Regions from separate parts of the Sus scrofa genome. Here all the other regions are linked to region 3. The links are chromatin contacts, called in public Hi-C maps. All regions are on one chromosome and are shown on one strand. The core of a region is the stretch at or near the end of the contact, and the rest is flanking DNA. Distances in the headings are between cores, read along the strand shown. Region 1 holds the start of STK17A (serine/threonine-protein kinase 17A). Region 2 holds the start of LOC100516527 (cytochrome c oxidase assembly factor 1 homolog). Region 3 holds the start of MRPL32 (39S ribosomal protein L32, mitochondrial).

Region 1 (3,987 bases), core at 734-3,233, 550 kb before region 3:
AAACTTATATAAGAAAAGGTATGTAGAAGATGTCATACCATTAAAACAAACACTTCATAGGCAAGCTAACTGTATAATATAGGCTGAAACAATTCATTCCTGCAGGAATTATCACAACAGCTGGTAGAGTACGAAGCAATTTTTTTCCCATTAAGTCAGTTATTACAAAGTCTTCAAGATGGTGCTCGCCACCTGAAGACATTTCAGTTTTGTAAGACGTTTTTGTTTTCTGGTATGAAGTCAGACAACTCAAACAATGGAAAGTCCTAGTTTTCCTTCAAGAAATCAGGGTTCCTTTAGAATGTCTGGAATTCTGACCAATTAGAAAACCTAGATGAGTCCGTAGCTGTCCATGTCATCTTTTGTCACACCTACAGTTTGTGCAGATCCAGTTAATTGGTGCCCAGGAGAGTGAAGAAAATCTTATCCCTGAAAAATATGTGTCCTTTTAACATTTGGAATAAATAAGATACTTCTGGGGTAGGTATCGCTGCCAAAACTATTTCTAAAAGTTACCTTCATGCTTGTAAGGCACTTTTATTATTATTATTATTTTTTTTAACATTGTAGCGGATATTATGGACCCTGTTTTTCTAAGACCCCAGAAGGAGGCTGTCATAACTGCCAGGCCCTTTGCCCACTACACCATGGTGCGATGCTGCAACCATGACAAACACCTGCAACAGCTGCTAACACTTACCAAATGCCATGTGCCAGGCCCTGGGGCTTGCACTTGACAGACTCCGCATCTTAACAACACCCCGGTGAGAGAGGTGCTGTCACGATGCGGATTTTACGGATGAGAAACGCGCAACAGCAGAGGGGGACTCGGAGCTCGGGTCTGACTCCAAAGCCAGGGCTTTTGATAACTTCTCCAAATTGTCCTCAAGGAAAAAGGGGGGTCAGTCCCCAAGCCCCCATGACTCTAATCATCCCTCTTCAACGTCCCAGATGTAGAGGATTCAAACAGCCTTCACCTTTTGCAATTTTAGAAACAGGCCAAGTTGTAAGCCCCCACCCCTACGCCCTTACAAGAGTCGGGTGGAGAAGAGAAGGCCAGGGGCCGGCTGACCGCGGGAAAATTCAGACCAGAGCCCAGAGCTTAGGAGGGAAGCCCATCTGGACTTAAGGGGCAGGGACCTAAATGTTTCAGAACGAGAACAGAAGAGCCCCACGGAACCGAAAACCAAGTCAGCAGAAGGCGGCAGACAGAAGTGCACCCAGCGCTGGTGCAGAGGAAGCTGTCACGCTCGGTTTCATCTTCTCTGCCGCAGCCACAGAGGGAGCAGCCGGAACCCACAAGAGCTGCAGGGCGAAACCAGAGCTGACGCTACCCCTCGGCTCCGACGCCGCGGGCAGAGGCGCGCAGCGCGGTTCCCACGCCGTCTCGTTCGGTTAACCGCACAAAGGACCGCAGAGGCTGGAAGGCCCCGAGCAGAGGCTGGGAGGTTCTCGGCGACCCGCGTGGGAGCCTTTCTCGGGCCGCTACCAAGTGCACAGCGCACTCCGGCGACGCGCGGCCGGGCGGCCGGGCGGCCGGGGCGGGGGGCCCCGCCGCCTAATCGCCGCCCGCACTCAGGTCGGCGCCCGGTCCCGCCGCGCCCGCCGGCCTCCCGCTCTCATCTGCGCCCCGCCCGCGCGGCCGCCCGGCCTCACCTGCCCAGCTCCCGGCCCGGGCTCAGGCTGTAGCTGTCCTGGAAGGGCTCGGTGCGCACGGCGGTGCGGATCTCCGTCAGCAGCCCGCGGGCCGGCGGCGGCGGCCGGCGCGGCGTGCTCGGTCCCCGGCTGGCCCGGCCCGAGCCGGAGGCGGCGGCCGGGGAGGAGTCGCCGCTGCCCGGCTTCTCCAGAGGAATCATGGCGCTCGGGCGCGCCGGCTTTCTGGCCGCCCGGCTCGCTCCGAGCTGCCGGCGGGTAACGGCCCCGCCTCCAGCAGCCTCCAGCCGGTCGGAGAGAAGCAACCGCTCTCCTCCGCGCCGCGCTCGGACTGGGAGGGCCGGCTCCCCGCGGTCCGGCCCCGCCGGCGCCCGGCCCCGCCCCGCGCCCGGCCCCGCCCCCGCATCCGGCCCCGCCCCCGCCCCCGAGGGCGGTCCAGAGCGCCATGTGCCTTACGCGCGCCCTCTGCAGCCGAGGGGGAGAAGGTGCAGCCTGGCGCCTGGCGAGGGGCCTCGCGCCGGACGCCGCAGTCTAGAGGCGACCAACAGCACCACCCTTCTGGCTGGAGGACCCGCTGCGTCAGCCGGTCACGCACCTGCGGATCATCTTAGTTCAGATCAGGTGAATGCAAGGCAAAGAGCTGCCTGCCAGAGCTTCACCCCGCCTTACCTTGGTAGAGTGAGGACTACCACTCAGATCAGGGCTGCTGGAAGCAGGGCTGCGTGGAAGTAGCCCCGGGCAGCGGGCTCCTGCTTAAGTTGAGGAGGAGCATGAAGAGGCAAGAGTTGAGTAAATATTTTAAGCCCTTACACGAGTCCCATGAAATAGGCGCTATTATACTGACTGTGGTCTTCTATATTTAACTTCCAAGGTGCTCTTTTCCGGTCTTGTGGCTTTAATTACAACCGTATGCTCATGACTACAAAATTTGTAGCTCCAGCTTCCAACCATTCTCTGAACTTCAGACTCATGTATTCAAGTATACACCTAGCATCACCAGTTAGATGGCAAATTAGAATCTCAGACTTAACAAGCAAAAGGCAGCTCCTGATCGTCCTTCGCAAATGCGCTGTTTCCCCAGCCAGTTTCCCTTCCTCGGTAAACAGCAGCTCCATCCTTCCAGAGATTCAGGCCAAAAACCTTGTTTCTCTCATACCCCTCATTCAACTTGTTAGTAATTCCTCTTGCCTTTGCCTTCAAAATACATCCAGAATATATTTTGAAATACATTCAAAATACATCAGATCACATCTTTCCATTTCCACATTACTGCAATTAGCATTACCTCTCGTCTGGATTATTGTGAGAGCTTGTTAACTGGATTACCTGCTTCCATACTTCCTCCTCCCCAGTTCCATATAGTTTAGTTTCAAGGCAATCAGAATGACCTTTTAAAAATCTAAATCAGGAGTTCCTGTCGTGGCGCAGTGGTTAACGAATCCGACTAGGAACCATGAGGTTTCGGGTTCGGTCCCTGCCCTTGCTCAGTGGGTTAACGATCCGGCGTTGCCGTGAGCTGTGGTGTAGGTTGCAGATGCAGCTCGGATCCCGCGTTGCTGTGGCTCTGGCGTAGGCCCGTGGCTGCAGCTCCGATTAGACCCCTAGCCTGGGAACCTCCATATGCCTCGGGAGCGGCCCAAGAAATAGCAAAAAGACAAAATAAATAAATAAATAAATGAATAAATAAATAAAAATCTAAATCAGATCACCTCACTGCTCTGCTCAAAGCGTGCCAATAAGAGGTTTGCTTCTGGTAATGCTGAGCTAGTCTACTTGTGATCACCTCTCTTACTGAGAAAAAAATGGGTAAATTATGAAAACAAACAATCCTCTGCTCGAAGCAGAAGAGAGCTTCAAAAGCAGCAACAACTTGGATGACTAAAATCCTGGAAAGAAGGGCAGCCAGAATGGCACCACCATCCCACGAGGCATTTGGTGATTCCAAGCAGTAACTGAAAAGGCAGAAATATAAGCAGGGCTTCAGGCTTCTCACTGGGCTGAGGAGACAAAAAAACTGGAGTTTAGGACCTATTAAGGAGAAGGGCCTGGTAAAAATTCTAGATTCAGTTGAATGTGATGCACCCTAGGAGCATTGGTAAAAGGGAACTAGACCGGTCCTCATAAGGACAGAGGAACGGCTTTGAAATGCAAGAGCAAATCCCCTCTGGAGAAAAACACCACCATCCAGAGCCGCGCCTCATCTGCACAATATTTCATGTACAATGTCTGGCATTTAATCTAGCACTTATAGGGGGCACACAAAAATAATTATCTTTAAGAAAAAAAGAAAACAGAATCAAGCAAGCAGGAGATTCAAATTTTCTGGAGAGATTT
Region 2 (4,466 bases), core at 526-3,025, 690 kb before region 3:
CACGACGGGAACTCCAGGCATTGCAATCTTAATCTCTTTCTTTAGAAATTTAACAAGTCAAAAGTCAATGAAAATTACCCAAAGGATGCCTATTTTATTTCTTCATTTCCTCTAATGTATGAAACTATTCAAATATCCCTTATTGTTCAAGCAACTCAAAATCTGCTTAGTTTCCATTAATTCTTTAAAAAGAGAACTATTCTGGGGATTCATAATTTAATAACAGGCTACTTTGATAATGTGCTCATTTAACCAGTGGATTCCAAAGTGATGGAATGTATGTATGGCAACCTATTTGTTGCATGGGAAGAAAATGCATAAATTAGTATTTTTTATCTCACCTTTTAAAGGTTCTATTTCTTGCGGAAGTTTTTATAGCATGCATAATATGTATCTATATCATACATAGTATATGTTTATAGTCAAATTTTCTTTTCTGATGGGAATGTGATCAAGAGTTTGAAGACCATTGCTTTAGACTGCCCTTAATTAGTCTGGTTATGGAACACATCAAATCTAGGTGACTCACCTGAGACTCACTGCTTTGTGGAGGAAAGGTACTTGGGTGGTAGACTGGAACCTGGGACCCTTTACCAGAGTGCTTGCACCTGAACAAATAACTCTTCCAAGACCAGGAAGAAAACTATAAGGGACTAAAAATAATTGCATGCATGTGGCAGTTGGGGGCAATTATGAACCAAAAGATATAAAGAGGCCAAAGCCCAACTACTGGTTCAGGGGTGCCAGGACCAAAAGCAGTGGACTGCACATGATCCCTGCACAAAGTACCACCAAAGAAGTGGGCAGACCATTTCAGCTATGCCTCCTGCTCAATTCATGGACGGGGCCTCTCTTGTTAACTCATTTAAGGACTCAAACAGCGAGCAAGGGCACCTGTTTCTTATTTTCCTTATAGTCTTGCTTGGAATTTTTGGCCTCTTAGCAATTTCTGTTGATTAGAGTCTAGGGACTCAGGCGGGTAACACTGGGACTTCACGCTTAACGTTAAAAAAGTAATCATGCATAGCAGTGAGGACAATGGAATGGTCAAGATGAAAATAAGGTAACTGGCCTTTATTGAACACTTTAACAAAATGCCAGACTATTCTGAGTGGTTTATATTGTGATAAGAGGAGTTCCCGTTGGGGCTCAGTGGTAATGAACCCGACTAGTATCCATGAGGATGTGGGTTCCATCCTTGGCCTGGCTTAGTGGGTTATGGATCTGGCATTGCCTTGAGCTGTGGTGTCGGCCACAGAGGAGGCTTGGATCCGGCCTTGCTGTGGCTGTGGTGTAGACCGGCAGCTGCAGCTCCAGTTCCACCCCTAGCCTGGGGATGTCCATGTGTGTGGGCCTAAAAAGCAAAAAACAAAAACTATATATCCATCCTTATGAGAAATCTATTAAGTAAATTATTATTATCGTACTACTAAAATCCGAGAGCAAAGACCACTACATTTTTTTCTTAGCACTGCATTCCCTGGAGCACAGTAAGCAGTTCATAAATATTTGGTGAATTAAAAAAAATTTTTTTGCCAAATTTCTCCGCCAAATGGGGCAAGATGGACTTGAGGGCTAGAATGGGGCTCAGATGGCCCGTGGTTCTGCATCCTTGGATGTGAACCCAAGCGCCGATCCCTGCGAGGAGCAACGTGAACCAGAGGTTTAAATTTCCTCGGCAGCCACTGCGGGACTGAATGTGTGTTGAGGGCTCATGGCGCGCAGAAAACAAAAAGCGGGGATCTGAGGAGACAAGTCCCCTCCCGGCGCGGGTCCACCTGCAGAGACGCCAGGCACCAACCTGCACCTCGCTCGCCCGGGTCCGGGGTCCGCCAGCGGCGGGCTCGTCCCGACGCTCTAGCCCACGGGGAGGCGACGCCGGAAGTCTCGACTGCTCTCCGCGGGGCGGGGCCGCCCGCCGGCCTCCGCGCTCCCCCCGCCCCGCGGCTCCCACCGGACGTCCGGGAGGAGCCCTCCCGCTCTCCGCGGCGGCGTGGTAAGCCGGGAGGCTGGCACTGCCCGCGGAGGGAGTCGGGTCTCGGCCGCCCCAGGAGTGGGTGTTCCTGCAGCGCCGGGGGCCGCGACCGCGTCCCGGGTGGGCTGTGGCCAGGGGAGTCCCCTCCGGGGTCACCTCCGGGTTGTCACCGGCCTCGACCTCCCTCCGTTGCAAGGTTGGCACCTGCGGGGCCCTGGTGGGCTCAGCTCCTCGCGACGCTGTAAGGTGCCCCCTCCTGTGTGTCTCACCGTGGTCTTGCCCTGGGGTTTCGTTGAGCGTTCCCGGGAGCACATTTGTAAAGAAGTGGACCTGGGCCCTTTGTCCGTGGCCCCAGTTTGCAGCAGCCAGAGGAGGACCCTGCCTAGATGGCTGTAGAAAAGAGCTGTTTGGCTCAGTGGTCATAATACCTTTTGGCCCCGTCACGTTTGAGCCCCACACGGGGGCTGACCATAGAAGTGAGTTTCAGTGTAAGTGAGTTTCAGGTGTGTGTGTATGTATGTGTGTGTGAGAGAGAGGAATTTTAAAATTCACAAAGATTCTTATATTTTGAAATTTCCTTTTTTTTTTTTTTCCGTCTTCCCCTAATTCCTCCTCATTCTCACCTGAGTACTGCTCCGCTTCCCTTTTATTAAAAATAGCAACTCTTTACTTAGACTTTATACATTTAAAACACAGATCTGTGTTCATCCTCTGCTTAAAGTCTTACTGGCCTCCCCATTGATTGAGGATAATAGAAATTCCTTAGGCTGGCTTCAAGACCCTGCAGGGCCTTGCTTCTGATGAATTTTTCGGTCTTATCTCCTTTCACCAAACACACAAACACCCTGTATACCACCCCCGCCGCATGCCAACCTGCAGTCATTTCGTCTCTTTGGATATGACAGTTTTATAATGATTTACCCACATTTGGAAATTTATTTTTCTATTCAGTCAGAATTTATTGAACCCTGATATTGCCAGGCACTGTTTTAGGAGCTGAGGATATAATGGGAAAAAAAAACAAAAGCACACCCCAATCCAGTCTTTTTTTTTTTTTTTTTGCTTTTTCTTTTTTTGCTTTTTAGGGCCGAAAGTGTGGCATATGAAAGTTCCCAGACTAGGGGTTGAATCCAAGCTACAGCTGCCAGACTACGCCATAGCCACAGCAACACCATATCTGAGCTGCATCTGTGACTTGTACCACAGCTCCTGGCAATGCCAGATCCCGACCCACTGATCGAGGCCAAGGATCCAACCTGCATCCTCATGGATACTAGTCGGATTCATTTCTGCTGTGCCACAATGAGAACTCCCCAAGCTACAGTCTTTTTGGGGAAAAACAAAAAAACAAACCAGATTGAGATATAGGTCACATACCTAGAACTTTACAATATACTTTGGTTTTTCGTGCATTCACAAATTTGTACAAGCAATACCACGATCAATTTTGAAAAGTTTTTATCACCCCCAGAACAAGCCCTGTGCCCATTAGCAGTCTCATGATTTCCTCCTTACTCACTCCCACTCCTCCCCACTCTTAGCCCTAAGGGGCTACTGATCTACTGGGTGTATATATTTGCCTATTCTGAACATTTCATACAATGAAATTGTAAACTATGTGGTCTTTCTTGATTGTCTTTTTTCACTTTTAACAATCATGTTCATCCATGTTATAGCATGTATCAGCACTTCATTCCTTTTTTATTGCTAGGTAATATTTCATTGTATGGATATACCACCATTTATCCATTGGTCAGTTATGGACATTTGGGTTGTTCTGGCTGTTATGAATAACGCTGCTGTGAACATTTATGTGTACAAGTTTTTGTGTCATCATCATGATTTAATTTCTCTTGGTATATAGCTAAGGGAATTGCTGGGTCTCATGGTAACTCTGTGTTTAACATTTTAAGGAACTTCCAAACTGGTTTTTAAAGGAGCTGCACTGTTTTATGTTCCTGTCAGCAGTGTATGAATCTTCTCTGACTTTTTCAGGTCCTTGCCAATACTTGTCATTATCTGTTCTTTGGTTTTGTGTTTTCAGTTCTAGCCGTCCTGGTGGGTAGGAATTGGTATCTTGTTGCAATTTTGATTTGCATTTTCCTGGTGGTTAACGATGTTGAGCATCTTTTCATGTGCTGCTGGCCATTTCTGTGTCTTCTTTGGAGAAATGTCTGTTCATATCATTTGTCCATTTAAAAATTAGGCTGCTTGCTTTTTATCACTGAGTCGTAAGATTTCCATATATACTCTAGATACAAGTCCCTTATATATATGACAGTCTTGTGGAGTGGTTCCTTTAGATAGAAAGCACATGAGATTAATTACCACTCTTCTGGAGACATGTTAGAGGTCAGTGGGTAATTCAGAGTGAGTTGAACTAAGCTGCTGTGTGTGCAAGACCAGGCCCAGCAAAGTGTGAAGAACCTGTGAGCAGCATTTTAAGATTTGGAATGAAGCAGGGGGAAGAGTTTATATAATTTGTTAATTC
Region 3 (4,342 bases), core at 1,077-3,576:
AAGGACAAAAAAAAAAAGGTTTATTCATACGTGGTTCAAAGGCACACAGCTCAGGACTGGCATAACTCACAAGACAAACGTCAAGTAGACTCTTTACAACCCATTCCTATCCAGACTCCAAACTTTCTCTTTGACTGTGTTGCTAGTATTTAGGCTACAGGACAGTGGGCACACATAATAAGAATATTGTATTTAATTTAGGTCAGAGAACAGGAGACATATAAGATCCAAAAATAATTTACTCATAGGCTATCTGGATAAACTGAGAGAAAATGCAGTGTAGAGGAGAAACAGCACATCAACAAAAATCATCGTGTTACCTTAACTTTAATAAGCTTCTGAGGGTTTCTTCTTCTACACCGGTTAACTTCAATGCTACGTCTGTTTTTGGGAGCTGCCATCCAAAAGACACTATCCAAAAGGCTGGAAATCGCCTTGCTTCCGTTGGTATCATTTGCTGGTTCTGTACATATAGCTGGACCTTGGACTGCCAATGCTGGTCCTACAAAATAAAACATGGAGATACAGAATCAGTTTCTAGTTTCTAAATGACTATTTACAGATATCACTCTCCTTAACAATCAACAGTGATATATCAACAGGCACATACATAGATAAAATATTACAGTCAACAGACATTTAACAGGAAACCTTAGCAGCCATTACAATATACTAAAGCTCATACATGAAGTCATTTTAAAGAACACAGAATTTTTCTTAGCAGCACCTGCTTAAATCAATCAGTGAAATTTTACCAAAAGTTTCTCGTCTTGTAATACAGAACTCAGGGGGTGAGTAGTAAACATGAAAAAAGTCTGAGAGGCACCCAACACAAGACCGAAAAAAAAATTTACTCAGTTGTCCACATTCTACTTGGTGGGCAGTACCTAGTTACTTTGCAAGGACATCTATGCTTTCCACTGGCCCTGAGATAAATGTTGACTGGTCCTTTATTAGATTCAAACTGCGTTAGCGCCTCTGTCCTGGCAGACACTTTAAGTCACTTAGCTCTTCATGATATTTAATCTTGATCCATGTCAATTCTCCAAGGAAAAGAACTAGCTCCTCATTCTTTGTAAGATATTAATTATTTAGGTGATCCCCAACGTTTCACTCTTGTTTTTCTAAATTGTTTATAAAACCAAAGAGATTCCTTCACCCTCTCCTGGCTAAATTCTTCAGACCTAAAATACTTCTTGATCTTAGAAACTTTTAAAAGTATACAAAGATGTCTAACACTTAACAACTGGTATTCCTTTTCAGTTTATCTAAAAGTATTGCTAAGCCCAGACAAGTGGTTAAGAGCACAGGCTCTGGACGGCCTGTGTCACTTTGGTTCCCTTCTGAGCCTACATCTGTAGAAAAGTGCAGACACCTAATGGGACAGTTGTGGAGATTTATCCCAGGAAGCACATATAAATTTTGACATACTACCTGGGTATTATCACTTCCATGTTCTGGATACCTTCAAAATCGAGGAGAATGTAAATGTGGAATCAATGACATCCAAGATGCTTCCATTTAAAAGTAGTTTCTGTTGGGAGTTCCCGTCTTGGGGCTGCAGACATGAATCCGACTAATATCCATGAGGATGTGGGTTCAATCCCTGGCCTCGCTCAGTGGGTCAAAATCCAGCACTGCAGTGAGCTGTGGTGTAGGTCCCAGATGCGGCTGGGATCCAGCATTGCTGTGGCTGTGGCGCAGGCCCGAAGCGGTAGCTCCGATTTGACCCCTAGCCTGGGAACTTCCGTACGCCTGGGGCTGAGGCCCTAAAAAGCAAAACTTAGTTGCCATGGGAAACAGAGGATCAGGATTCAACTGCACAGAGCTCAAACACCGGAAGGCAAATTGCTTTAGGAAGTGGAACGAAAGGAAAGACAAGAGGATCGAAACAGCAGCTCGGCGTGGTGCCAAGCTAATGCCCTTCAGCCCCTAGGCACGAATGGGACAAGTGCAGGGCCTTTTTCCTTTTTTGCAGGGGACTGGGGAGCAAAAATTGCTGTCTCTTGCTTCTAAGTAAATGAAGGTCCAGGACAATGTCCTCTACGCTCTGCGGGAGATCAGACCGCGGGAGGAGGGCAGAGCAGGAGCGGGGTCCACAACCATGCCTGGGGTCCCCGGGCCCAAACCGCTCTCCACGGAGGTTTTCTTTACCTACCCCAAGGATGAAGGGGAAGGCCTAGCCGGTTGTGCTGAAGCTTCCGTTGCAGTTGTTCCCACCAATTCCGGAGAAGTCCCCGGGCTGCGGGCCACGGCGGAACCACCAGCACCAGCATGGCGGACGCCATGTTGCTCGCCCAAAAACCACGCCCATCGGGCCGGGGGCCCACCCCTACCTCGAGCATGCGCACAGATCAGAGTCGGCCAACGTCTCGTTTAGAACTACAATGCCCAGCATGCCTCTGGAGCGGCTCTGATTCTTCTCCAATCAGAGAGAGAGAAAGGAAGGCGCGGGGAGGGGAAATGAGAAGAAACGGGCTTCAGTGCGCATGTGTGCGGCTGTGCCTTGGATCTTCGGGTAAAGATGGCGGAGCGTGGTTACAGCTTTTCGCTGACTACATTCAGGTAGGGAAGGGGTCTCCGAGGTCCTCCATGTAGCTGAGGTTGCAGGAGCTCAGCCGACCCGGTTTTTCCCATCCTGGTCTCTGGCCTGGTGCTTTCAGAAGGCCCAGGAGGGCTTGGGGGTGGAAATGCGACTTTGCAAAGTCATTTGCGGGGCCCTCCCGCGGCCTGGGGAGCATTGGTGTCGGGGGGCTGTGGGGACGCGAGTCCGGGGATCCCGGGCGACCTTGGCGCTGCGGGAGGTGGAGGCCCTCACCGAGGTGTTTTCTTTGGCTTTGGGCACTAGAAAAGGCAGCTTTGGGTTCGCTGTCTCTGAGTGTCCCGTTCAGAACTCACAGTTTTGGTTTTTTTTACCCAAGTAGGCCTGATTTCGGGAGCTTCCGGAGCGCGGAATCTTGGTCAAATCTATGGGGTTCCTTTTCTCGGAAAGGCCAACTTTCCAGTTTGGTCCGAGTCTTAGACTGCATTTGGCATTAATGTCTTTCGAAAGCTCTTCCCGCTTTCGGTTTCCTTGGTGCTCCCACCGGAAGTTTAAGGACTGAAAATGAAAGCGGTAATCTTTCTGCCCCCTGGTTTGAGGACTCCAAACTCCTCGGCTGCATTTGCGCTTTTTGGCTGTTGTATTGGGAGGGGGATTTTTTGTTTGTTTGTAGAAAGGTTGTAGGCCTTTTTTAGAGTAAATATATAAGTATATTTTTCAAAATAAATTTGAAATGAATTGTCATCATTTCCAGTGTAAGAAAATCATCATTGAAAGATTTAATAATCGAGCGGGGGAATGGTTCAGTTTGATCATTTTCCTATAGATCAGTGATGCCTCGTTTAACATATATTCTTATTTTGACTGCTGAAAGCAGGCGAGGTCTAACTTGTTGAGTACTTTATGTGGGTGCAGCTTACTGCATCTCTTTCTGCCTCCATGTGTGGTAAATGTTATCGCAGCGCTTTACAGATGAGCTAATTACCACCGCTCAGACCAATTAAATAACTCGTCCAGTGGTCATAGATGAATAGCTGAGTTAACGTTCCAGCCGAGTTTTTTTCTGACGACAAAATTAATACTTTACATTATTGTATGATGTCTTCTTAAAATACTGAAACACCTTCTTTTTAATAAAAGATCTTATCATATACAGAGATAGAAAACAGTATTTGCCAAGTAGTCACTGTTCATATTCATGAGCAGAACAAACCTGGACTTTTATCTGTAACGAAGAGTGATCCTAGGGGAGCTGAAACATAAAACAGCCGTTCGTTATCAGGGGCTGAATCTTTCTATGATAAGTTTCTTTATTAAAATACACTCTTGTTCTTTAACATGACGGTGCAGTTCTGTTTTAGTTAAAACATTTGTTTCTAGCCGGTTGTAATACCGTATTAGACTATTAATGATGGAAGTGACCAGAGACTGAACTATAGGCTGCAGGGGTGTTTTTGAAGATTACATTGAGTTGGGGATATTGATAATAAGCGAGTAAACAAATTGGTACCTACTAATGCACTCTGAAGAATGTTTTTTCCCGACTTAGGAATTTTTATCAAGAGAAGCAGAAAGAAGAAACATAACTTTAGATTGGATAGTCTGGGAAGGCCAGTGTTGGGGCTGATTTTGGGCACTGGAAGATGAAAGGGAGCCAACTATTTGAAGATTTAGGGGTAGAGTGAATTGTAGACAGAGGGAAAAAGCATGTATGAAAGTGCTGAGCTTGAACTCTTAAATTCATATAAGGCCAGTGAGTTAAGAGTGAGCAGGGAGGCAGCATGGGGCAGGGGCCATCTT

Evidence for each region. Hi-C and Micro-C count contacts between places; a contact is called where the count stands out from the background.
Region 1: a contact with region 3 is called in a Hi-C map of liver, with 6 times the contacts expected there. The contact joins the promoter of STK17A here to the promoter of MRPL32 in region 3. A contact is called at or near these places in 3 of 5 promoter capture datasets (fetal liver, fetal skeletal muscle and liver), 8 of 47 Hi-C or Micro-C datasets (embryonic fibroblasts, heart right ventricle, liver and 4 more) and 2 of 2 datasets of contacts at active chromatin or transcription factors (alveolar macrophages and skeletal muscle).
Region 2: a Hi-C map of brain shows a contact between it and region 3, with 11 times the contacts expected there. The contact joins the promoter of LOC100516527 here to the promoter of MRPL32 in region 3. A contact is called at or near these places in 3 of 5 promoter capture datasets (fetal liver, fetal skeletal muscle and liver), 23 of 47 Hi-C or Micro-C datasets (blood, brain, embryonic fibroblasts and 14 more) and 2 of 2 datasets of contacts at active chromatin or transcription factors (alveolar macrophages and skeletal muscle).

Annotation. Positions count from the first base shown.
Region 1 is chr18:51,360,198-51,364,184 of Sscrofa11.1, forward strand. It overlaps STK17A (serine/threonine-protein kinase 17A), which reads right to left and starts at 1,984. Exons shown (of 7, transcript XM_021078536.1): 1 at 1,657-1,984. The coding sequence starts at 1,856.
Region 2 is chr18:51,218,984-51,223,449 of Sscrofa11.1, forward strand. It overlaps LOC100516527 (cytochrome c oxidase assembly factor 1 homolog), which reads left to right and starts at 1,776. Exons shown (of 6, transcript XM_021079234.1): 1 at 1,776-1,996.
Region 3 is chr18:51,906,965-51,911,306 of Sscrofa11.1, forward strand. MRPL32 (39S ribosomal protein L32, mitochondrial) reads right to left here and starts at 2,327. Exons shown (of 3, transcript XM_021079164.1): 1 at 2,159-2,327; 2 at 321-502. The coding sequence starts at 2,288. It overlaps PSMA2 (proteasome subunit alpha type-2), which reads left to right and starts at 2,435. Exons shown (of 8, transcript XM_003360207.5): 1 at 2,435-2,565. The coding sequence starts at 2,525.